Regions from separate parts of the Rattus norvegicus genome. Here all the other regions are linked to region 1. A link is a contact called in public Hi-C data. All regions are on one chromosome and are shown on one strand. The core of a region is the stretch at or near the end of the contact, and the rest is flanking DNA. Distances in the headings are between cores, read along the strand shown. Region 1 holds the start of Cfap36 (cilia and flagella associated protein 36). Region 2 holds the start of Clhc1 (clathrin heavy chain linker domain containing 1). Region 3 holds the start of Mtif2 (mitochondrial translational initiation factor 2).

Region 1 (5,137 bases), core at 1,799-4,298:
GCCTGCTGTACCTCCTCCTTCAGCACCAAGGGCTTACACTGAGCATCCACGGCATCTACCAGGCTGGAAACAGGACATTTAACAGGCCGACGCTGCTGAGTGTTGAAGTGCCTGCCATTAGCAATGAAGAGTGGAACTACCAGCTCTTTTGTGATGTGGACTTTCTGCCAGAAAGTGAGCGTAACGCACATGTAGGTGGGTCAGCTGTTTTCTATTGCTGTGATGAGACAACATGGTCAATGCGGCTTATAGAAGGGAGGGTATATTTGGCTTACAGTTAATTCCAGAGGGATAATTGTCCGCAGTGCTAGGGAAGCATGGGAGTGAGCAGCAGACTCGATAGCTGAAGCAGAAACTGAGGGCTTGTAAGCAGGAAACAGTGCTGCCTTGAAATGGCTCTTTAAACTCTCAAAGCCCACCTCTGGTAACATACTCCCTCCAACAAAGCCATGACTTCTAATCCTCTTAAATTGTGCCATGAACTGGGGACTTTATGGAGAACGGTCTCATTCATAAGACCACAGTAAGTGACTTCTGGAACCCTTGCCTTGGTTCTGTTGCATGGTTCCCCCATCACGTGGGGCTCTCAGTGCTCACTCCTGATTAGTATCTGAAGATAGTCCCCCCCCCAACCCTCCATGAATACTGGGGCTAGGTGGTGACCTTGTTTCCAACTTATGCCTGGTTCAGATAAATCTCTCTCTATCCCCCACATCTCCATGATGCAGTGAAATTGTGATGCATTATTGTAAGTGTTTCTACTTGGATGGAAGGATATTCTTGGACTCGGAAGCCCAGGAAACATACAGCTCTGAGGTGGGACAGTGTCCCAGTGAAAGGGCATCCTGATACACGGGGGCCCAGGAACCTTAAACCTCTGAGAGGAAGCCTCATCAGAGACATTGTAGCTCCCAAGGGAGGGTATCCCAGCTGAGGAGTTCAGGAGCCTCAGTCCTGCTCCTTTTCTTCAAATCTTCTCTTAATTTGTTCCTTTCTTCTTGGCTTCTTCATACTGGTGAGTCATACCAGACAGGAAATATTATGAAAGAGATTTATTGGAGGGTTCATAGTGTAGAGGGACAAATCCAGGGATGCCCGCCCTCTGCTTCCAGGAGCCCTGGACAAAGGGTCAGGGCTTGTATAGGATTTCTGAAGGGCAGAACTTCTCAGGGCAGAGATTTCCAGTGTTAGGATTGGTGGGATTTCAAGTCCTAAGCTTGAGGTGGCTCAGGAATTGGTGGGTTTTCCTGCTCAGTGATTGGTGGCTTTTTTCCCCACCCCATTTTTCTTGCATCAGGCCCATGAGGTTAGGGTGAGAAGTTCTTTCTGGATTTAGCTGGCTTTTGCTGAGGCACTGTCTCTGTGGGGCTGCTGGGGTGTTTTTGTGTGGAGAGAGGCTAGAGAGTAGGTACTGCCACTGTGGACAGTTCTTGTGGGACAGTTCCTGCAGTGGTGTTTCTTAAAAGCTGTAGGCCGAGGCACAAAAGGTGTCATCATTGTGGACAGCTCCTGAGGAGCAGCTCCAGCTGAGGTGGGAAAGCAGTGCACCACTGTGGACAGCTCCTCCAGCTTCTATCTGTAGGCTGATGAGATGTGGTGCCACCGTTTTTTTGACAGAAGCTATCATTTTGGACAGCTCCTGTGGGACATTTTACTGCGGAACCAGGGCAATAAGAAAAATCCCCACAGAAATGACCTTTTGGTCCATAACGAAATTCTTGGACAGAAGATAGAATGAGCTGGTTAACATACTAATTGCTAACTTGAGAGTTGGGTCCTCCCTCTATCAACATTTTAGTATATTTCGCAGTACTTCTCAACCAGTGGGTCTCATATCAGAAATCCTGCACATTAGTTTTATAACAGTGGCAAAGTTACAGTTATGGTGTAGCAATGCAATAATTTTATGGTTGGGGGTCACCACAAGATGAGAAAGTGTATTAAAGGGCTGCAGCATGAGGAAGGTGGCAAACCACTGAAACGTTGGGATCCTCGGGGTCTTCTGCCTCTAATACCCACTTGGTTCCTCCTGGGTTTTCTATCAACAGTTGCTGCAGCTCCTGCCCCCAGCCTGACCTGGTAATCCGCTGTCCTCCCACCACACAGCCACCTCTGGTTCTGAGTCCTCCTTCACTTCCACTTTCATGAAACTGAAGTTGTATTCTCTGCTCCTTCAGCTCCTCACCACTCTCAGCGTGGTATTCTGAGGGCAGAGACTTCTCACTGCTAGACTGGAAACTGTTCCTCTAGACCTTAAAGTGGGTGAGGGCGCTTTCTAAGGTTCACCGTCCTTGGTTTTGACTGTGAGTTTGATGTCAAGGTTTATTTAAAATAAGTTCTCATTATATAGTCTTGGTGGGCCTGGGACTCACGGGTCTGTCTGCCCCTGCCAATCAAGAGTATTAGAATTAAAAGGAGTAAGCCGCCATATCTAGTTATAAGATTTTTGTGTGATTCTTGGGAGTCCTCTGGCCCTTAAGTAGGAAGAGAGCAACCTGGATACTTTTAAAAAACTGTCTATGAAAGCCTATTTAAATGAAGATTAACTGAATTTGTAATTGTCCTAATTTTAGCTATTGTTAACTGTGCTTAGGGTTAAAGACCCATCCTTAGACAGCAAGCAAGCGAATGCAGAACCAATTAGTAAACCTCACAGAGCTTAGTTTGCTTAGTTTTGTTTTCAAACTATACTTCAGCTACAGGGCCAGGGGCTCTGAAAACCCTTAGGGGTGAGGTGGGAGAGGGCCTCATGGTAGCCACGCCCTCGGCACGCCATTTTAAGACAGGCCGCGCGCGCACACGGGAGCGCGAACGCGGTCTCCAGGCGCGGTAGCCAATACCTGCACTTCTGCTTTCAGCCTAGCAACTCCAGACCAATGAGCGGAGGGCTATCGTTTGCACCCCCTTCTCTTCCAGCCAATAGGAAACGTTCCTATGCCCCCGCCCCTCTCTAGGAGCTCAGGACTCGGGCCTCACTTCCGGACCGCTAGGTATGTTGTCATAGCGACCATTTTACGTTAACTGGTTTGTAGTGTCTAACCCCGGGGCCAGGCGATTGCGGGGACCGTGTTGCCCGCATTCCCCGTCGCTTCCTGCGGCCGAAAGGCCAGACTGGGCCGGGGGAATCCGGCCTAGGCGTCCGCGTCGCCCGGTGCGAGCGGGATGGCTGCGGAAGAAGAGGACGAAGTGGAATGGGTGGTGGAGAGCATCGCTGGGTTCCTGAGGGGCCCGGATTGGTCTATACCTATCTTAGACTTTGTGGAGCAGAAATGCGAAGGTAAGAACTAGATCCCGAACAAGCCGAATATTACTGTCTGCCTGCGGGGCCTAGGACAGTTTTGTAGAAGGAATTGCATACACCCCTTCCCTAGTAGGGCGTTCGTTTGCAGACACGAAAGTGCGCACCAAGACCTCTCACTCACCTTGCCCTGAGCGCTGGTCCTGAACACAGTAGAGTTTAATCCCTTGTTCAGCTTGTCACTTCACCCTGCATCTTTCTATCCCTCTCAAGAGGACCGTTTGGGTAACCAGCATCTTCCCCAGTTATTTGGGAGAAGCGTTGTTTTGCTTCGAGTTGCTTCTGAGCCATGAGATGTCTCCCTGTGGACTCAGTCTATGAAATGAAAACAAATTCACTCTGGCCGTTTTATCTGCAAAGAAGGACATTTGATTACCCCGGCAGGACCAAAGCAGGCGATTGGGAGGAAGACTTTTCTAAACAAACGAGATATACAAATGTGGAATTCTTTTGCAGGATCGGCATCAATGCTTTGTGATCGGTTCATATACTGTTCGTATCTGAGTTCATCTCAATCACAGACAATGTCCTATCCAACCTTTCTCGTGGTTATTTGCCTAGGCAATACTTGGAGGTTAGCAATATCCATCATCGGAACTTGTCTCTCAAGTTAGAGGGACTAGACTTGTTTGTAAAGATCAGTGCGATAGAGTTGGGTGAGTGAATGCAAGCTTCAAAGGGAAGGAAATCTTGTATACAGTTTTGCAGGATGAGTTGGCCTGCTTGAAAGGTGATGGGTTTCCAGCCTTTCGAAGTATCTGAATATATCTGACAGAGATTGTACTGCAATGCAGTTTGTCTGAGATTCAGCTAACAAAGGACTCTTATCCTGAATTGTCTTGCAAGGCTTCTCTTGAACCCAAGATTCTATGGATCTAGTAAAGAAAGAACTTTTTTTGATCAGTGAATCTTTTATTTTATTCTAACTATTAAAATTCAAACAGTTAAGTGTTTTGGCAGGCAACTTTTAAGAAGATTTGGAAAGCAAAGCAATTAACATGTGTTCCTCTGTAGAATTTAGAGTGCTGTTAAAAGGTTGATGAAACATGGGAAAAGCCTGACCTCCTGAAGGAGGGATTGTGTCACCCACTGATTTTCATCTATCATTGAGACTAAATCCTGTGGGGAAATCGTGTGGGGCATAGAAATGGTTTGGCTTCTATCCACAGTGTCAAGAGTGGCTACATCCTGGTAATAACAACTCTGTGCATTTTCACAGAGAAGCAAAGCTAGGGCTTAGAAAATGCACCACAATGTTGTGGTTTTAGAACTGAAAAGAGTTTAGTGAGCATTTGTATTGAATGCATGTGGAGTGTCACAGAGGACAAATGCAAAGTAAAGACTTCATCCTTCACTGATGTGGGGCTGCCTCAGGATATTCAAAGGTCAGGTTAGACAGCTCTGTGATAGCAACATTTCAGTATTCACTGAGTTACCTTAGACCCGACCCTAGGGATAGAAATGCTATCCTTGGAAACTCTACAGCCTACCATAGAAGGCACACATGTAAACAGTACATTATCAAGTACATAACTTTTAAAAATAAAGGCACTGGGGCAAGAGTGTTTGTTGGCAAACATGATGACTTGAGTCAACCCACTGCCCGCATGGTGGAAGGGGAGAGCAGGCCATTTGTAATATTTTTATATTTATATTTTATATCTGTATTTAAATGATTTGTTCTTTTACACCATTCTATCATTTTCTGATAAATGTAGTTTTTGATGATGAAGAAGAAAGCAAGTTGACCTATACAGAAATCCATCAAGAGTACAAAGAGCTGGTGAGTATTCCCCTGACTTTTGTTGTTTGAGAGGGCCGGCTGTCATGGCTGGCCTG
Region 2 (5,137 bases), core at 917-3,416, 300 kb before region 1:
ACACACAGAGGTCAGAGGACAATTTATGGAATTTCCTTCATGGAGGTCCCAGTGACTTGATCAGCAAGTGCATTAGCTCTTGGACCCATATCACTGGCCTAAGTATTCTCAAATATAAAATCAATTTGTTTACTCATTAGTTCAATCATATTGGATATCGATTTTGTGTTTTACTGCTAGGGATTCAGCAATAAGTAAAACAAGGTCCTAGCGCCTTGGAGCTTACAATCTGGTAAGATACAGTACAGATAATGCAACTGCAAAGAGTAACCAAGTCCAAAGACAGGGGAAAGGCACAATCACTGGAGCATGGATCTGAGTAGTAGTGGCGGAAACCTAAGTTCCTTTGTTGGCCTATTAATGTCCTTTTAGGGACCAACAACTTTTTTTTCTTTCTAACAAAACTATCTTTTTATGTTATGTCCTTGTTATACTTGAAAGCAACATATTTTACTCTTTGCAGTGTTGGATATCAATTCTAGGGCCCCACACATGCTCAGATAACCTTTAACCCAAAGTGAAATATTTGAATGATGTAGAATAACACCACCACTTTTTACTTTTCTGTTTATGTCCACGTTCGAGTGGGTACATGGGTAGAAGCAGGAGGATCATGTTATGTTGAGTGCGAGGGTGGGGGTGGGCTGTGTGGGGGTATGTCTTTTCGAATCAGTCTACCTTTTAAATTTTTATTGCATTTAGTTAGTTCAGGGGTAGGGGGCACTGTGAAAGTCCGAGGGCAACTTGGCAACTTGCTAGAGCTCGTTTTCTCCACCAAGGTATCTCAAGAATGGAACTCCAGGTGTTAACTCTCTTTACTGATGGAGCCATCCAAAAGCCCTATCCTAAGAAATATGTGAGTCGTGTGGGTGTGGGTGTAATGTCGACGCCCCCTCCCCCACCCATCTCTTGAAACTGCTGGCCAATGAACTCCAGGGAGTCTCCTGTCTCTGCTGGTCTACAGTGTCACAGATTCCACAGGGCACAACAGCCTTTAAAAGTGGGTGTTGGAGTTCCAACACAGGGGTTTGCATATCGAACATTTACCTACTGAATCATCTCCCAGCCCCATATTTTTTACTTTTCAAAATGTGTACTCCGGAGGCAGAAGAGCTAGTAGATTAAAATGAGGAAAGAGTAGACAGGTTATTAGGAAGATACAGATCCTCTTTATAAGAAAATGGGGCACGCCTATGCTTTCGAGTAGGAAGAAAAGACGTTGAGAGGGTGCATTAGAAAGGACACTGGGTTTGTGAGGTGGAGAGAACACAACCGGCTTCTAACTGCTTCAAGTTTCTAAGAAAGCACATGCTCCTATTTTCCCACTTCCAAACTTGTAGTCGAAGGCTAAACAATCATTCTACAGGTTTCCTTATTTTATGGCTTTTAAAATGTGCAAAGACGGGCTGCAGAGATGGCTCAGTCGTTAAGAGCATCGACTACTCTTCCAGAGGTCCTGAGTTCAAATCCCAGCAATCACATGGTGGCTGACAACCATCCACAATGGGGTCTGATGCCCTCTTCTGGGGGTGTCTGAAGACAGCTACAGTGTACTCATATACAAAATAAATAAATAAATCAAAAAAATGTGCAAAGACGAAAATTCCAATACATTTAACCGTTTCATACTAGGGAGGCGCGTGAGGCTCAAAAGCTTCTTCGGACCGGAGTAGCGGAGGGGCAGGAACAGTCCACACCAGAAGAGGCCGAGCCCCCTGCACTTCGAAAGACTTTGTACTTCAGCTGCCTTTGAGTTGGCGGAGGATACCCAGACCAGCTCCTTACTAAGGGGCGACAGACACTTTCAGCCCCAAATGCCATTTTAGCCCCTAAGCCTTCCCTCCTGGGCTTTTCCGGAGAGGCCCCACCTACGCGCAAATCGTTTTGTTTCATTCCCAAACCCTCACCTGAATCTCTCCTAACCCAGATTCCACAGTTTAGACACTGTAATCACATATCCCGGAACTGTGGAAATGCATCTTGGGACAAGTAGTTCTATCAAGAAGAAAGCAGTGTAAAACTACAATTCCCAGGTAGACTTGTTTTACCTCTCTTTTCTCAAGCTCCACGAGCCCCCTTAAAAGTAAAGTCCCTCTTGATCGCATCGGCTGCATAAGAAAGCCTTTTGAGGCATTTTTAGTTGAGCACACCATTTCGAGGCCATTCTGAGCCAAAATGAGAAAAGAGCGTAGAGAAATCGAGCGCCCGAGCTAATCAGGCACTGCGTTAGACAGCCGCGATTCGGCTGCAGCGCGCAGGCACGAGCGTGGCCGCCTAAAGGGCGGTTCCTTCGACCCGGAGACTCGGTCAGCCACGCTTGGCTCTTCCTTTCCGATCCGCCATCGTTGGTGAGTGTGTGCTCTGTGGCCCGGCTCTGGCTAGTGGCTCTACCGGTCGCTCTCACTGGTGTGGTCGGGTCTAATCCGTCTCTTTTCGAATGCAGGTGGAGCAGCCGCCACGATGCAGATTTTTGTGAAGACCCTTACAGGGAAGACCATCACGCTCGAGGTACGGCCAGGTGGCATTGAGGAAGCCAAGGCCTGACTGAGGCCCTGTGTAATAGAGAACGCGTTTCTGAGCCTGAGTTCTGAAGCTTAGGATAGGGTGCTTAACAAGGTTAGGTGCGGAACGGTCGCGCCTGCTCTGTCCGGAGTGGCGAAATGCAGGGTATATGGAGGGAGACGCTTCGCTCCGGGCAGACGCTATCGCGTGCTTCCCCGGCCGTCGCTAACTCGGGTCTGGGAACTAATTTGGATTGTAGCGCTCTTGGTAGGGTGCCCGCTGGGTCATCTTCATTGATTAACTGGAGCTCACCTCTTCCACGCTCGTTGTGTGTAAAGTTAGCATTTAATGAGATTATTGTTCTAGTTTCTTACTATGTAACTGAATATTAACTACATATATCATAACTTGCAGGTTGAACCCTCGGACACTATAGAAAATGTAAAGGCCAAGATCCAGGATAAGGAAGGCAAGTAAAGTTTTGTCACTAGAAAAATGTCTGGCATGTATGACATGGGCATGTCTGCTTAGGGTAGAAAACAGATTAACAAATTTACATGTTTTGAAGAGTAAAATATTGAGAGTGGTGTCAGGCTATTTGATTGAAAACTCTGCAAGACAACTTTTTAAATGTGTGTGACTTTTAACAAGTTAATCTTTCCCTGTTTACTGTTGCACAAAGACTTTAAAGCAGTGACCGCTGTTAGCTATTATTGGATACATGAGTTTAGATATGGGGCATGTACCTTGTTTTACTAAGCCCAATATTTTTTTCTCTAATTAGGAATTCCTCCTGATCAGCAGAGGTTGATCTTTGCTGGTAAGCAGTTGGAAGATGGCCGTACTTTGTCTGACTACAACATTCAAAAGGTTTGTTTGAGGGAAAATACGATAGGTAAGGTAGTGAACCCACCAGTACTTGATGCGTACTCTAGTTGTTCCCTGACTTTAAAATATATGGTTAGTTGATCTTTTTGGTTTGTGGAAAGCAGTCTCACAATCTACCTTGAACTGGATTCCTGAGCCTCCCTCATCCCCCTAGTGCTGGGGTAGCAGACAGGCAGAACCACAGCCAGCCTTGACAGGCCGTGGAGAGAATTTTTGATGTTATAGTGCTGCTGTTTCTCTTCCACTAACAGGAGTCCACTCTCCATCTCGTGCTGAGACTTCGTGGTGGCGCTAAGAAAAGGAAGAAGAAGTCTTACACCACCCCAAAGAAGAACAAGCATAAGAGAAAGAAGGTCAAGTTGGCTGTGCTGAAATACTATAAGGTGAGCTGATAGTTAAATGAGTTTATATAATTAGACGCTGCATTGCTTGTTCTAAGATTCTGCTATAAGTCTTTGGGTTTTAATTTGCAGAAGTACTAACTAAAAATTAGTGCTGTGAGATCAAGAGGTTGAGTCACTTAAATCAGACTTCACAACATGTTTTGTGGAATCATCTTACAGTAAATTTTTTTCCAGGTGGATGAAAATGGCAAAATCAGCCGACTTCGTCGGGAATGTCCTTCTGATGAATGTGGTGCTGGAGTTTTCATGGGTAGCCACTTTGACAGGCATTACTGTGGCAAGTGTTGTCTGACTTACTGCTTCAACAAACCAGAAGACAAGTAGTTGTGTATGAGTTAATAAAGAGAAGGAACTGATGTTTAGTATTGTGTTTTATTATTGTTTAAGCAATGTTTCTTCAGCTGTGTAACAGTCCTTGGTCAGGAGAGTTTGATCGTAATGGTAAGCCATCTTGGCTTTGGCTTTCCTGGCAGGCACAAAGGTCAGAATTCTTTAAGGGGTTGTGGGATATCCTGTAGACTTGGAAGTAGTGTGATCTTGTCTTACGAGACATGAGAGTAGTCTCACAGTACATTCAAGATGCTTCCTGAGGTTGGCTATGTGTGTGAGCTGTTAAATATTTTCAGTGTTGATGGTGATTTTTCCTCTATAAGAGGTAAGCTAGGCATGTGGTGCATAGTTAAGGTTTCAGCACTTGGGAGACTTCAGCAGGAGATTTGCTGCCAGCTTGTGCCAGCAAGACACTGTATTTAAATAAAGAAACGAAAACAAATACATTTTTACCATTTTTAATGCACATTTAAAATCCTGGATCCCAGGAAGTCTTAGTTGGTACTTTATTTTCTTCATAACAGATAACTTGATCGCCCACTTTAAATTCTACGTTTTCTTCATCTAAACTAAGACCACAGTCCACACCAGTTTTTATAACTAAAACGTCATCTTTATGGTGTTTCAGCGAAGTTAATGAGCCTTAAAAGAAAAAAAGTCATGGTGAGTTAATTGTTGAATAATGAATAGCAAGCTGTCTACTAAGTATAAGATCCATGGTAAAGGTCAGAGGACAGCATGGTACTACCTTCATAGTTTTGGATGTTAAACCCAGGTTGTGGGGCTTATGTTGCGAGTGCCTTTAGCTGCTATGTCCCACCCCAATAACCAGAGAAAGATTGATTTAATAGTTCTGAAAACTTCTGCTTTAAGGTTGTACCCAGAATAAAATCAAAAGATGGCAGGCAAGTCTGAAGATTGCTCAGGTTCTTCCCTAGTGTGCATGGTGTGGCACCTTGGGTTCAGTCTCTGGTTATGGGGACAAAACATGGGTTAAATGTTGAGCAAATGGA
Region 3 (5,137 bases), core at 1,691-4,190, 270 kb before region 1:
AAGTCATAGAGAAACTTCTACCTGTGGCACATTAACACCATCATACATACACACAGAGAAAAAATACCAATAAAAGGAAAATGGCACAGCAAAGTCATAGAGAAACTTCTACCCGTGGCACACTAACACCATCATACATACACACAGAGAAAAAATACCAATAAAAGGAAAATGGCACAGCAAAGTCATAGAGAAACTTCTACCCGTGGCACATTAACACCATCATACATACACACAGAGAAAAAATACCAATAAAAGGAAAATGGCACAGCAAAGTCATAGAGAAACTTCTACCTGTGGCACATTAACACCATCATACATACACACAGAGAAAAAATACCAATAAAAGGAAAATGGCACAGCAAAGTCATAGAGAAACTTCTACCTGTGGCACATTAACACCATCATACATACACACAGAGAAAAAATACCAATAAAAGGAAAATGGCACAGCAAAGTCATAGAGAAACTTCTACCTGTGGCACATTAACACCATCATACATACACACAGAGAAAAAATACCAATAAAAGGAAAATGGCACAGCAAAGTCATAGAGAAACTTCTACCTGTGGCACATTAACACCATCATACATACACACAGAGAAAAAATACCAATAAAAGGAAAATGGCACAGCAAAGTCATAGAGAAACTTCTACCTGTGGCACATTAACACCATCATACATACACACAGAGAAAAAATACCAATAAAAGGAAAATGGCACAGCAAAGTCATAGAGAAACTTCTACCTGTGGCACATTAACACCATCATACATACACACAGAGAAAAAATACCAATAAAAGGAAAATGGCACAGCAAAGTCATAGAGAAACTTCTACCTGTGGCACATTAACACCATCATACATACACACAGAGAAAAAATACCAATAAAAGGAAAATGGCACAGCAAAGTCATAGAGAAACTTCTACCTGTGGCACATTAACACCATCATACATACACATAGAGAAAAAATACCAATAAAAGGAAAATGGCACAGCAAAGTCATAGAGGAAGGACCTGACGCAGTAACAAAAGCCTTGAATGGGCACCTGCTCTCACAGATCAGCCAGCATTGTCAGGGAGGAACAAGTCACTCTTGTCCAATGGGCCTCACTCTGTAAAAAAGAAAGACTTCTCTATAGCCTTTCTATAACAAGGTTACAAAGAAAAAAAGTGAGACGATAAATGTATTGTTTCCTCATTGATGACTTACATACTTTGAACATTCACTAGCATGAATGTTGTTAAAAACATTCATGGGGTTGGGGATTTAGCTCAGTGGTAGAGCGCTTGCCTAGCAAGCGCAAGGCCCTGGGTTCGGGCCCTGGGTTCGGTCGGTCCCCAGCTCCGAAAAAAGGAAAAGAAAAAAAAAAAACATTCACAAGCCACTATCTCCCTCAATTATAGATAATTCTGAGGCTCTGTGTGTGTTAATATAGTTAGTATTTTACCTTGAAACTCATTCATGAAAGGAAGGTTCAAAAGAAATTCTGATTTCATTCCAAATAAATGAACTAAGACTTACAAATTTAAGCCAGGCCTGCTGGCACAGGCGACTCCAGGCAAAGGCTGAAGGATGACAAGTTCAAAGCAGTTTTCAGTCTTGGTTACATACGGAGCTCAAGGTCAGGCTAGATATATTAGGTAAATCATCTCTCAAAACAAAATGCAAAAGAAAAGAGAAGAAAGAAGAGGAGGAGGTAGGGGGAAGAGGGAAATGGTATGAAGGGGAAGGGAAGAGAAGAAAGACAGAATACATTGCTTAACATGCAAGGAAGCTTAATTCAATCCCCAGTGCCCAGTGCTGGAGAAAAAAAGAGGCCAAAGACATGGCTTTGGTATACGGCACTGGGTGCTCTTGAGACAACTGAGTCCAGTTCTGGACACCCAATATGGGTGGCTTACAACTGCTTGTTACTCTAGCTCCAGGGGATCCTACACTCTATACTCTTTTCTTGCTTCTATGGGCAGGCAAGCAGCGCTCTCTCTCTCTCTCTCTCTCTCTCTCTCTCTCTCTCTCTCTCACACACACACACACAAATTTTTTTATTTTTAAAAAATATTTAGAATTTCATTTTTAATAATCAAACATTTACATAATCATCACACTTCAAAAATCATGTTAGGCGTTTGCTGTAACTTAAAAAGTAAAAGGAAGTGCTCAGAAAACACAGGGTTCCCTTAAATCATTTTTTTCCTTTTTTTTTTTTTTTTTTTTTTTTTGAGACAGTGTATCCCTGGCTGTCCTGGAACTCATGTAGACCAGCAGGCGGGACTCGAACTTGGATATCTACCTGCCTCTACCTCCCGAGTGCTGGGATTAAAGAAGTGCACTACTATGCCCAGCTTACTTAAATCATTTTTTTTTTTCGGAGCTGGGGACCGAACCCAGGGCCTTGCGCTTGCTAAGCAAGCACTCTACCACTGAGCTAAATCCCCAACCCCCTACTTAAATCATTTTTAAATGACTTGTGAAACCAGATTTACAAGGGCACAGATTAATGGAACAGGAAAGACTCTGGGACAACCCAACATAGATATATGTAATCGAGAATTCAGACAAATCTCAAACCTGGAAAGAAACCTTGGTTCTTAAATATCCCAACGCCTGTCACTTTACAGAGGACGTGGGATCCATAGCGGTCATTCCCGACTGCCATGAGGTTAGCGGCAACCAGGAACGGGAACTCAGGGTGACATTCGCAAAGCGGGGAGAGGGTGCGTACGCTGCAAATGCGTAGCTGCATTAACGGAAATGTCTGAATGGACCAATAAGAGGTTTTAGAAAGGAAAAAAGAAGTGAAAAACACCGCCGCCGCCGCCACACGGGCCTCTGGGAAGCGCACCCGGGTGCTCGTGGGCACTGAAGCCGCGGCAAGTGACACTGGCACTCGCGACCATCTTAGCGTAGAAACCCCACTCACTCAGTTCCCAGGCGAGGTCGCCTTCCGGACCCAGGAGAACTGTGGGTCACTCAGTCCGTTCCTTCCGCAAGGTCCCCGTGGTGCTTCCGGTACCGCCGGAAGCAGCTTTCCCACTGAATTCCGGGTTGTCTGTGGCTGATAGAGGCCGGCGGAGGCCGGCTGCCCCTACTCCTGTAACCTGCAGTCTTCAGCCGGTGGCCTGCAGCGGGGAGGGGGAGCTCTGCAGTTCCTTCCCTTCTCCAGGAAGGACGCGTGCATCTAGCTGGAAGGAGGCGGCGCAAGGTGGCTCTAGAGAGCTTCAATGGGATGGGCTGGATAGGTAGTAGAGCCAGGGTGCTCCATCTGCAAGCCCAGCCCGGCCTGGCCTCGATTTTATCTGCCGTATGCAATCACCGTACCGATCACAAGATCGTGGAAAGGTTTCAATAACTTGTTAAGAACACCTGGTTCATGTAAACGTTTTTCGTTATGATTTTCGTTATTTTTCTTTGGTTGGAGTTTTTTGGTCCATCCTCTATGACCACAGCCATCACCACCTCTTTAGGGTAACTCGTTTACATCTAGCTCTACTACAGATTAATGGAATGGTATAGAACCGTTTTTTTACCCCCAAAGCACACTTTCCCATGATCTCCCAGTGTCTACCCTAACTCAGGCCCCTCAACCCACTCCTTTCCTCTTTTTAAAAATTTGTTTTATTTGTATGTACACACACACACACACATCACACACACATATAAATTGAACTCAGGAACTCAGGCAAGGCAGTAAACTCCTTTACCCAGTTAGCCATCTCACTATCCTTTCCCCTTTCTACCACAAAGATTCACAATCAGTATTAATGACCTCCAGACTGGGTGCATTGTCTTTTCCCCACAGATACTCTTTCCGTCCATTAGTTTTCAGTTTGTTTCTCAGGCCTCTTTGAAAGTTCTTAACTTGACTCTAAACGTTTGTGGCCGTTCTGTAACCTGTAGTGGAGTTCTAATAGAATCACTGAGTCTCTGGGCAAAGATCAGAATGAATAGTTGTTTCCTAGAATTACTGGGACCTTGAAGAAATCATTGTAGAAAACTGTTGGGGTTTAGAAATTGCAACACAAACCATAGGAACACTGATCTCAGTTAAGCCAGAATGGTTTATTGAATGCACACCCTAATACTGGTCAGACCAGGGACATAGCTCAGAATTATCTGAACTATGACAATTGATATCTTATTTAAAAAAAAAAAAGATTTATTTATGAGTATATTGTTGCTGTCTTCAGACACACCAGAAGAGGGCATCAGATCCCATTATAGATGGTTTGTGAGCCACCATGTGGTTGCTGGGAATTGAACTCAGGACGTGGATGAGCAGTCAGGGCTCTTAACCACTGAGCCCGATGATGGATATCTTTTTCTATTAGTTTATAAAGAAAAAAATCACAATGAATTCATATGCAGGTGCAGGAAATGCTGACCATTGGGCAACTCAGGCTCAAGATATTTTAGACATATCGATCTTGAACTTGATGGGTCCTACATGAAGCTTTGTGGAATTCCTTAAGATTAACAAACGTCAGAACATAACAGTGGATGCGGTCAGCATGTTCTTATTGTGAGTCAAGTTATTTTTCTGTGTCAATGACTGGCAGGCATATTACAGCAACACTATGAAATAGCTGGTAAGCATGGAACAGAATTGCTACAGCTGTGCTGGGGGTGGTTGGCCATAACAACAACAGTTTTCTTTATTTATGGAGTTGCTTTTCTGAAGGCGCTTTAGAGCCTTTGCACGGCTTTGGTTACAAACTGGTCCTGGCAGGCCTCGAGTGTCGCACATTGGGTACTGGGACAGTGTACAATAAGGACTACATTTGCTGGAGGCGGGATGTTTTCCTTCAGGAAATATATAGATTAGATAAGGGGTGTTAAAACAAAGTCCTAATTATTCGATTTTATCAAATGAAGTCTCAGGATCCAGATGCTAGGGTGAAAGCCTATTACCTCAGAAAAGCAGAGAAAGAACTTGGATGGCCTTCCTCCGCAACTGACATCTCAGAAGGAAAAAGCCAGTTCTCCACAGTGTCTTAAAAACCCTTCAAGCTGAAGGTCCCCTCTACTTCTTGTAGGTCTCTCTATCCATCCTCCTGATTTCCTCTGACTATCTTATGTTTTTTTCCCCTATGTTTATTCCCAGCAAGAGGCATTTGCTTGTGCCACATCTTGA

What was found. A called contact is a pair of places that touch in the nucleus more often than the background predicts.
Region 2: a contact with region 1 is called in a Hi-C map of liver, with 2.9 times the contacts expected there. The contact joins the promoter of Clhc1 here to the promoter of Cfap36 in region 1. A contact is called at or near these places in 1 of 12 Hi-C or Micro-C datasets (liver) and 1 of 1 datasets of contacts at active chromatin or transcription factors (oligodendrocytes).
Region 3: a contact with region 1 is called in a Hi-C map of liver, with 4 times the contacts expected there. The contact joins the promoter of Mtif2 here to the promoter of Cfap36 in region 1. A contact is called at or near these places in 3 of 12 Hi-C or Micro-C datasets (frontal cortex, liver and prefrontal cortex) and 1 of 1 datasets of contacts at active chromatin or transcription factors (oligodendrocytes).

Annotation. Positions count from the first base shown.
Region 1 is chr14:107,190,317-107,195,453 of GRCr8, reverse strand. Cfap36 (cilia and flagella associated protein 36) reads left to right here and starts at 3,048. Exons shown (of 10, transcript NM_001024866.2): 1 at 3,048-3,277; 2 at 5,017-5,081. The coding sequence starts at 3,163.
Region 2 is chr14:107,486,093-107,491,229 of GRCr8, reverse strand. It overlaps Clhc1 (clathrin heavy chain linker domain containing 1), which reads right to left and starts at 2,166. Exons shown (of 12, transcript NM_001013877.1): 1 at 2,049-2,166. It overlaps Rps27a (ribosomal protein S27a), which reads left to right and starts at 2,345. Exons shown (of 5, transcript NM_001305443.1): 1 at 2,345-2,508; 2 at 2,917-2,971; 3 at 3,287-3,372; 4 at 3,642-3,773; 5 at 3,969-4,566. The coding sequence starts at 2,461. The coding sequence ends at 4,118. It overlaps Mtif2 (mitochondrial translational initiation factor 2), which reads right to left. Exons shown (of 14, transcript NM_001004254.1): 14 at 4,567-4,766. The coding sequence ends at 4,594.
Region 3 is chr14:107,464,736-107,469,872 of GRCr8, reverse strand. It overlaps Mtif2 (mitochondrial translational initiation factor 2), which reads right to left and starts at 2,940. Exons shown (of 14, transcript NM_001004254.1): 1 at 2,927-2,940.